2 separate regions of the Danio rerio genome follow, and region 2 is linked to region 1. Evidence: chromatin contacts called from public Micro-C data. All regions are on one chromosome and are shown on one strand. The core of a region is the stretch at or near the end of the contact, and the rest is flanking DNA. Distances in the headings are between cores, read along the strand shown.

Region 1 (4,932 bases), core at 1,445-3,944:
TTTTGCAAAGGGTGTTTGATGTACTGTTCAGGACTTGTCGTCACAACAGCCGTAGGACTATCAGCGCGGACTTCTTCAGTTTCAGTTCCTCGCTACATGAACAAAACAGAATCAATGAATTTCAAACACTTCAAGCAGTTTTTTACTTTAACAGAGTAAGATTCACACTGACTAATACTTTGGTGAGGTTTTATTTTATTTTTAACCAAAAACAACTTAATTTAATAATTTTTTTAATGAGTTAAAAATAAGTAAATGAAGTTAAAATAATTGGTGAATGGTGATATATACCAGATTGGTGTATAGTATTATTCAATATTTGGAGCAAAAACTTTTAAAACAATTATCCTAATTCTACCTAACAACACCCTTTTTTGTCACTTCAATTGCTGTATACACTGACTGTATACAGACCCATAGCCAGTGTTCGAAAGACCCACCCCTCACTGACAAAGGTCCAGAATTTGTCCCATACATGAGCTCACTTGTCCTATTTTGACAACCATTCCATCATAAATTGTGAAAATAACCCATCAAAAAAGGCTTTAAGACCAAGCGGAATCCTCTGGCTGTCCCTTCTGGGTGACTTCAGCTAATCAGTTTTAACCAATGCAAGCAAACATTGAGTCCAACATCTAGCTGCGCAAGAAAACAAAAATGTGACGTGAAGTCATCTTTTACTACTGGCCTACAGTGTTGAATTTAAATAGAGAAAATATTAGTAAATTTTGTCCTAAATTAGAACCTTATTCTTAAAAATATAAAATGACCAATTAAAAAGTGTGAAGCACCAAAAGCAGATTACATATAAAATTAATTTAAATACTAATTTGACTATTGCTGTCATCCATGAATTTCCAAAAGTACATTTTTCCAAGAGGGGCTAAAAAAATCATGACGCTCTACATTATTATGTTTTAATTCTTTTTTTTTTTCAGTTTAGTATTTGCCAAATAATGGCATTATACTAAAGTTTTCAATTTAAAACTTTAACAGATTCCTTTTTTTTTCTAATAATGTAATAAGATGTAATATATTATTTTGAGGTTTATGGTTCCACCACACACAAACATACACACTAAAAAAACTTTAACATAATCATAGCAGGACTATTTCAGGTCTATTTTGAAATCCCCAGATTTTTCCATGACGCTGGAAAAAATGATAACAGAAATTTCAAGGTCATTCAGTCGTGTAAAAGGAAATATCCAGACAATCCCCTCATTGCGCTAGTCTTAAGGTCCTCAACCCCATTGATGTAAAGCTGGTTTATATTCACACATTCGTTCATTTAACTGTCTATAATGTTTACCATGTTACTTTGAATTTTCGGTCTGAAATGGCATGCAAGTATGACTTGAAAACATGGAGGTAAAGTTGGTTTTATATTTAGATATTCAGACACTTTCCTTAATAACATCATTTTTGACAAGTATTCTTTGCAAATTCTAAATAGGGAAATCAAATAAGCAGCCAATGACTATCAAAGTTCAACATTGTTCACAGTCAATAAGATAGTGTTAATGTTAAGTCATAAATGTTAATTCCGATTGAATATTCAAAGTAACTGGTAAGCAATATGGAGACTTCTAAATGAACGAATGTGCGAATATAAAACCAACTTTACCTCTATCTTGAAAACAAAATTAGCACTATATATTTGACTGTGAACAATCTTGTACTTTGATAGTCATTGGCTGCTAATACGATTGCCCTATTAGAAATAACATAACAAAACCAACTTTACCTCAATCTCAACCATAGTGACATACAGCATCTGTCATCGTCACTGCTAAAGGGCATCTTGGACAAATCAATCATCTTTGTTTTGGTAAACGTTAACAGAAAACATACTGGATGAAACAGATGTTGCAACTGCAACCTATTTAGTTCAATACTACTAAATACTCAATACTACTAAATCCCCGGAATACCTGATCAGACTTGACGGGACCCTGAGCTCCGTTACCAAGACAACTAGCTAGATTACAGCATGTTCTAGTACACTGCAGATCACACACACACACTATAACGTTAGTCGGCAAGTATAATTTCCAGTTCAATTTGGAGTCATACACCCTCTACTGTCCGCCACGGTACAGACTGCTCTAAACACATGCGGACTTAATTCAGCGATCAATGACTTCAGTGATATTCGTTAAATTAAACTCCATTGTAATGAACCCGTGCACTCTGAAGGGTCAAGTTTAATTGAAATATTGAATATCGAAACGTATCAAGCTGACACGGCTGAGCACGCTAGCCGAACACAGTTAGCAACGAACACACGTGTCCAGATGTCTGGAGAGATGGTCGCATCACGTCGAGACGACAGAAAAGCCGACACCATCTGCCTCAAAACCCGGTTGGTATCGCTCCACTGGAGTGAAATGAGCCGTTAGCGGGTGTTGGGACTGATGAATTGTCGTTGTCCGGACCCTCCCAGTCTCTAAAGTCACCAGCAGCAGAGCCGCCCCGAAAAACCGCTAAACGCCGCAAAGACACCCCCAGCTTCTAACGCCACCGCTCACTGCTTAAACATGTCCCGTAGACAACACAGCAGACAACGGTTTACCATTTCTGGCAGCTGGGAAGCCCTAAATGAACCAAGCCCGATCCCTCTTACCGGCTCCGAAGTCGCCATCTTGCCTGTGAAAATTCTTCTGACCGTTGGACGCTGCTGCGTCACGCACGCGCTCGAGAATCTACGGAAGCTGACGGGGCTCACGCACGTTTAACGCAAGGGATGCGCTACACACAAACGATGAAGATGCGTCTATTTATTTTAAGAGTTTCGAGATTTTTTTTGATAATAGCAATTTATACATATCATTTTTATATAGATAAATTATAACTGTATTAAAACAACAACAACAAATTATAATATTTGATCATAATAATAATAATAATAATCAATAGATTAAATTAAACATAAGGTTTGATTGCAACAATGATAAACACTACTATTATTTAGAAAACAATACAGTGAGTGTTTAACTTCAGTAATTTTTTATTTAAACAAAATACAATTTGCACTTTGATTTTAGGATCTTTAGAAACATGACTTAACTATATTTACAATTTAGGTCAAAGACACAAAGTGGTTTTCAATGATCAAGAAAAAAAAATAATGCAATATACCTTTAATTTATTCATTTCCTCAAAATCTAGCATATATGTTGTATAAATGTATTTTAATTAATTATTAGCCCCTTTAAGCTATATTTATTTCAATAGTATACAGAACAAACTATTATGTTGAGAAATGTGTTGATAAAATCTTCTCTGTTAAACTGAAATTGGGGAAAAGTAAACGGGGTCTAATAATTCAGGGGGCTAATAATTCTGACTTCAACTATGCTGTATAAATGTGTTTTTTTTAGCAAAACCAAAGACCATCTATATGCAATTTTTATCACAATTTACAAAGGACACCTACTAGATGTTGTTCTGTTTATATACAAACAATATTATATCAGAACAATAATCATTTGACAACATATTAGACTTGTTTAGAGGAATAGATCAACTAATAATGTCAAATATGTCATCATCCATTCACCCTTTACTTGTTTCAAACATTTATGGTTTCCTTCTACTGTTAAACACAGAAGAAGATATTTTTAAATCGTTGGAAACCTTTGACTACCATATATAGTATTTTGAGATTTTAGGGGAATAGAGAATTATATATATATATATATATATATATATATATATATATATATATATATATATATATATATATATATATATATATATATATATATATATATATATATATATAAATTTTACATAAACAATTATGAATGTAGTAATAATAGCAACAAATTATAAATGTTTATTGATAATAATAATATTAAAAATAATAATTATAATAATAATTAATAGATTAAATAAAACATACATTTTTGATTACAACAATATGAAGCACTACTAATATTAAGAAAATACAGTGAGTGTTTAGCTTTAGTAATTTTCTATTTAAACAAAATACAATTTGCACTTTGATTTTGGGACCTTTAAACTTTAGACTTAATGTGACTGTACAATTTCGGTCAAATACACAAAATGGTTTCAAGAGTCAAGAAAAAAAAAGCAATATACCTTTTATTTATTTATTTATTTATTTATTTATTTATAAATAAAGGTTTACTCAAAACCTATCCCAAATTATGTTTAACAGATAAAGGAAATTGTCACAGTATTTCTGATCTTATTTTTTTCTTCTGGAGAAAGTGTTTTGTTTTATTTTGGCTAGAATAAAAGCAGTTTTTATTTTTTTCAACAAACATTTTGAGGTCAAAATTATTAGCCTCTTTAAGCTATATATTTTTGATAGTCTACAGAACAAACCATCATTATACAATAACTTGCCTTATTCCCCTAACCTGCCTAGTTAATCTAATTAACCTAGTTAAGCCTTTAAATTTCACTTTAAGTGTCTTGAAAAATATCTAGTAAAATATTATTTACTGTCATCATAGAAAGATAAAATAAATCAGTTATTAGAAATGAGTTAATAAAACTATGATGTTTATAAATGTGTTGAAGAAATCTTCTTATACCGTTAAACAGAAATTAGGGAAAAATGAACTGGGCTCATAATTCTGACTTCAACTGTATATATGGTATAAATGTGTTCATTTATTTTTGTTTTGTTTTTTTCAAAACAAAACACTATCTATATACAATTTCATCACAATTTACAAAGGACGCCTATTAGATGTTATTTAGTTTAGATAAAAACAATATTAACTAATCATTAGACCATATTAGACTCATTTAGAAGGATAGATCAACTAAAAATGTAAAATATTTCGTCATATATTCACTCTTTACGTTTCAAATGTTCAGGTTTTCTTTCTTCTGTTAAACATAAAAGAAGATATTGTAAAATAGTTGGAAACCTGTAACCATTGACTCCCATAG
Region 2 (4,932 bases), core at 1,371-3,870, 190 kb before region 1:
CAGGAGAATGCATCATCTGGTGCGGTTTCAAACTGAATGCATCAATTACTCCTTTGCCAACCATCTCAAGACCAGTGGTATAACTTTTCTCTTTCATGTGAATTCTCATGTGACTTCTTAGGCTGGCTTCAATAGCAAAGCTCTCCCCACAGTGGACGCAAATGTAAGGGTGAGTGGCTTTGTGAATTTCAAAGTGTTCGTGCAGATCTGACATACAGCCAAATATCTCGCCACACTCGCTGCACTGCAGGCCATGAGCCTCATGGATGATAACACCATTCTCAGACTCCACCGTTAGCTCCCCTCCGTGGTCAGACTCCACCTTTACGATATGATCTCCGCCACCTATCTCGGTCTTCAACAGCACCTCCCCAAGCAAATGCTCATTGCCTTTTATTTCTGCACTGCTGAAGTACTGGTGATGATCGTGGTGTATTTCTGATTTAATGTAGTCATGGTCCGTCTCTGTAACTACATCCACGCAGGTTACTGCTCCTAAATCACCATGAATGGCCTCCAGGTCAAGTCTTTTGTCCTCTTGAGTCATAATCTCTGTCTCTGCTCCATAATGCAAGTCCCCAACTTGCGTATGGGCTATGACACACTCAGATCCCAACGTATCGAGACCTGGTGTGTCACAGTCAGTCTCTGACTCAGCCATCAGGACGCACTCCAGCCTGACGACTTCCGTCTTCCCGGTTATGTGAATTAAAGCGTTGCTCTAAGAGCACCGCTTTCCCACAAATAAACTTGAAGGGTTGCCTGCTGTAGGCACAGTCAGTTTTTAGGTCAGGACCGGCCCTGCCTGTTGAAAGACAACAAACATTTAAATCAAATCTGCATAACATTGTAGCTAAATTTACCATGTAATGTTCATCAAGCAGCAAAAAGATTAATGTTATTAAACCTAAAAACAACTAAGCATGCAAAAACATGAAATTAGCATTTAATTATCTAAAAAAAAAAAATCATTTCATTAAATGACTAGCTGCAACTTATTGTCATTAACCCATAGCTCCAATTAATTGTTTAGCAACATACTTTACATCTGCAAAGGTTAGAAGACAGAGTAATTTGTTGCATAAAAAAATAAACAAACAACAGAGACGGATTTCATAGACAAGCAGACTTGAAACATACAAGTGCAAATGCAAAAGCATTGTGTGGTCAAATCATAAACAAAACCACAGCTTATCTAAAAACCATATTAAAGCTAGTTAGCAAAAATATATGTGACCAGAAATGGGCTAAGGTTAGCCTGTGGGCACTACTTTTGGCTAATTTGACAGGCTGTGGATACATGAACAAGTGAACAATACATTACATTTTCTAAAGACAAATGAACAACTCACTCAATTGTCAAATACACGTAACAAAAATTTATGTTTACAACTTGCACATACACAACTGTCAGTGTTGGCTAGATTAGCTGGCTAAATAGCTGCTAGTTAGCTGATAATACATGCTCAGGGAAGCTAACTAGCTGGCTAACTAGCACTGTAGCTCCAACATAAAATGAAAATGAATTTAAATCCTGACTGTCTGCCTTCAATTCAGAATTTCACAGCGAATATTTCTGGCACATAAAGACGTCTGGGTGGCTTTTGAATTACGTAGAAACTGTTAAAAGTAGTACACTTAAAGAAATACTACGCGTTTACCGGTGGGCATCTTGTGTGCCAGAGGTTGGAAGAGCTAACTAGCTGTAAAATGGCCGCCGCGACTAGCTTCCGCCCCTCGTACAGGCACGCAGAGTCAACACGCGACGTGAGCAAATGCAAATAAACTAGGTCATGTTCGTTGATTTATTTTACTGCTCGCAGGACAAATGTGTTGTCATAGCAAAACAAGCTCAAGATAATCAACACACAAACAAGGCAAACAGCTCGAGTTACTGGCTAATGGGAGTTGTACGCTATTCGTGAAAGCCCGGGAAAGGCGCCCCCCTTCTTACATAACGCGTTTTTGTTTTGTGGCGTCGACTTAAAAAGAAACCGAACAAATGCTCTAAGCATTTTGGAGGGTTTACGCTCATTTTGAAATCATTCAAATCAGTTGACATGAGCATAGCGTGGCTATAAGCTGAGCTTATCATGCTATAGCCCTAGCCCATTTTTAGCTGCGCGAAACAAACATGGCCCGTCGTCCTGCTAAGCTGCCTCGCTAGCCGAACACTAGCAGACGCTCCGCAGCCGCCATTGCTACTAAACACCTCCGAACTCCGTGACGTTCACAGCTCATCAGTAACGCAAAACAAGCGCAATTTATCGCAAAATATTCATACAACTGGTATAAACTCAACGTATATCCTGTCGTATCGCGTTACGTAAATCAAATAACATAATTGTATCATATAGCAGGCTAGTTAGCCAGCTAAGTTAACTAGCAAAGGTATCAAAAACACAAACACACATAAACATTAATCGTTTGCAGATTAAACGTATTTAAATAATAAAAAAAAACATTCATCCGACCTCTTTGCCCTTTAAAGGCTCTTTAGTGATCTGCGGTGGTCAAAGGCCTGCAGATCTTCCTTCTGTTGCGTCTGTACTGCCTGCCTGCGGTTTGCTTTCTGTCACTCTTTCTCTCTCCCTCCCTCCGTCGGTACGTAGCGGGATGGCGCCGCGGATCATCTGGCGCCAACTGTGCTGGAGCGCATGAGCAAAAAACAAAGCAGTTGAAGAAACAAGCGCTCGACCGCTCTCTGTCGGACTGGCAGAAAGGGATTTTAACAAAGGGCATACTTTCAGACATCTTATTTGAAATTCAATGTTACTCAAATTGCAACCAAATTATTTTATTATATGTATTTTAGAGTGCTTATTTTGATAATCATTTGTACCCAGAAAAGCTATAAGAACCACATAATTAAAAACAGACTAACACTTTAAGCTGATTTTACATTTAGCCTAAGCTATTCGTTCGTTGATACATGTTTAACGGATAATATTATATTTGCATATCCTTTATATTGTTTAGGCCTAATATATTTTACATTTGGCTAATATTAAAATCTCCATGGTTTTTGTAAACATAGGCTTAATGGCTTATACTTAAGGCTAGTGTAGCAAAACTGGTTAATTTGTGTTTACCATGGTTTAAGAGACATTAAAACCTATATTTGTAGTGAAATCATGGTTAATTTTCATAAGATTGATTATAAACTGAAATAACATTAAACAATTTTGTAACATTTTAGATTGAATATCATACATTGCTAGTTAATAATTTAATAATGCATATATATATATAATTCATTCATTCATTTTGCAAGAGCATGCAAACTCCAACACAGAAACACCAACTGACCCAGCCGAGGCTCAAACCAGTGACCTTCTTGCTGTGAGGCGACAGCACTACCTACTGTGCCACTGTGTCGCCTGATATATAAAATAATAATAATGCTGGGGAGCAAGGGAAAAAAACAGACAACAAAACACACACACACTATCCCGGTGGGGACTCTTGATAGACTTAATGATATTTCTAATGTATAGACTGTATATTTTATCTCCCCTACCCCTATATACCCAATCTCACAGCACACATTCTGCATTTTTACATTACCAAAATACTTGTCTGATTTAAAAGCACGTTTACCCACCTCGACTTAGTCCCAGTAAAGAAATTGTAAAAAAGTCTTTATTTAAATAAAAAATGTTTTCCCAACATTTACATTTCTCACATAAAAGTATAGTGTGGCAGCATACCCAAAAGAAAGGAATGCACTTTGTGGTGAGCACAGAATTCAAAGAGATGTTCACAATGTACTTGACCTGGCCTGACCTCAAGATGACCTATCAGTAGTTTAAACTTATAGTTCACACTCCTCATGTGACAGTGAGAAGTTTCATGGGTAGCTCAGCTGACATAAAAAAAATAAACATTTCTGTGTGAAAATTACAGAATTTATTGTAAAGATAGACATCACATCTTGTGCTGGCAAGGATGTGCTGCCACCAAAGCTATAGCATATCTTTTAAGGAAGAAGTAATTTCTAAGGCTGCTTCTAAAAGATGGAGTTGATAGATTGGTGGTCATCTTTAGCAAATGGCTTCCTCAAACCTTCCTCAAATATTGTAATCAAGAAGCACTGGGAGGCGCCCTTTCACTGCTTAAAACGTTTTGGGGCAACAAAGTATGCTCCATTGCTTGATGAGCATTCGAGGGAAAATAACAGGTTAAAGATAAATATAACATTGATAAGTATGTTTTTAATAAAGAAAAATCACCAGACTTTGATTTTAAACGTCTTTTTAAAGCTTATTTTAGTTAGACTTTAGCAATTTTAAATAGGCTATATGGAGTTCCAAGAATGAGCCAAAATGGCAACATTTAACAGAGAATCAGTGTAAATGATCTGACAAATAACAGTGGTTTGTAGCTTACAGTGTGTCTGTGCATGCTGTATTTATTTTTTTGAAAACAGAGTGGCTTTAGCCTTTGTTCTCTACCAGTGAGGCTGAATGAAACATGACACAGTGAGCCATCATTCAATACTTGTCATTCAGTAACCCCATCTGTTGAGTTCCTGCCTGAACCTGTAGAGCATCTCTCACGTCAGCCCCTGCTGCAGCGAATCAAACTGTGTGTAGCTTTAAAATGAATATAAAATAGATGAATACTTGTGCTGAGTTTAATGCTATTTCATATGATCTTCAAAATTGTGCTATGGCTAACTTGTCACACCTTCATGTTTGAATGCTGGATTAGTAGTGTTAAGTAGTGTAGTGTTAAGTCAACTGACAACACTACAAGTGACATTTTGATGAATTCATATGAGTATTTGCCTATTCATCTGCAAAGTATTGTAATGTGTAGGCCTATTTATATAGCACATCGCCACCTTGGAATTATAAGGTTCTATCTGCATTCTGAATGATTTTGAGATATTGATCTTTAATGCTTTTGCATTCCATTGCAAACAGTATG

What was found. A called contact is a pair of places that touch in the nucleus more often than the background predicts.
Region 2: a contact with region 1 is called in a Micro-C map of caudal fin, with 8 times the contacts expected there. The contact joins the promoter of si:ch211-198a12.6 here to the promoter of eif4e1c in region 1. A contact is called at or near these places in 2 of 18 Hi-C or Micro-C datasets (caudal fin and an unstated tissue) and 1 of 4 datasets of contacts at active chromatin or transcription factors (gastrula embryo).

The regions. Positions count from the first base shown.
Region 1 is chr13:20,278,020-20,282,951 of GRCz12tu, reverse strand. eif4e1c (eukaryotic translation initiation factor 4E family member 1c) reads right to left here and starts at 2,694. Exons shown (of 7, transcript NM_001017851.2): 1 at 2,627-2,694; 2 at 1-92. The coding sequence starts at 2,644.
Region 2 is chr13:20,465,512-20,470,443 of GRCz12tu, reverse strand. It overlaps si:ch211-198a12.6, which reads right to left and starts at 2,620. Exons shown (of 2, transcript NM_001145579.1): 1 at 2,475-2,620; 2 at 1-805. The coding sequence starts at 661.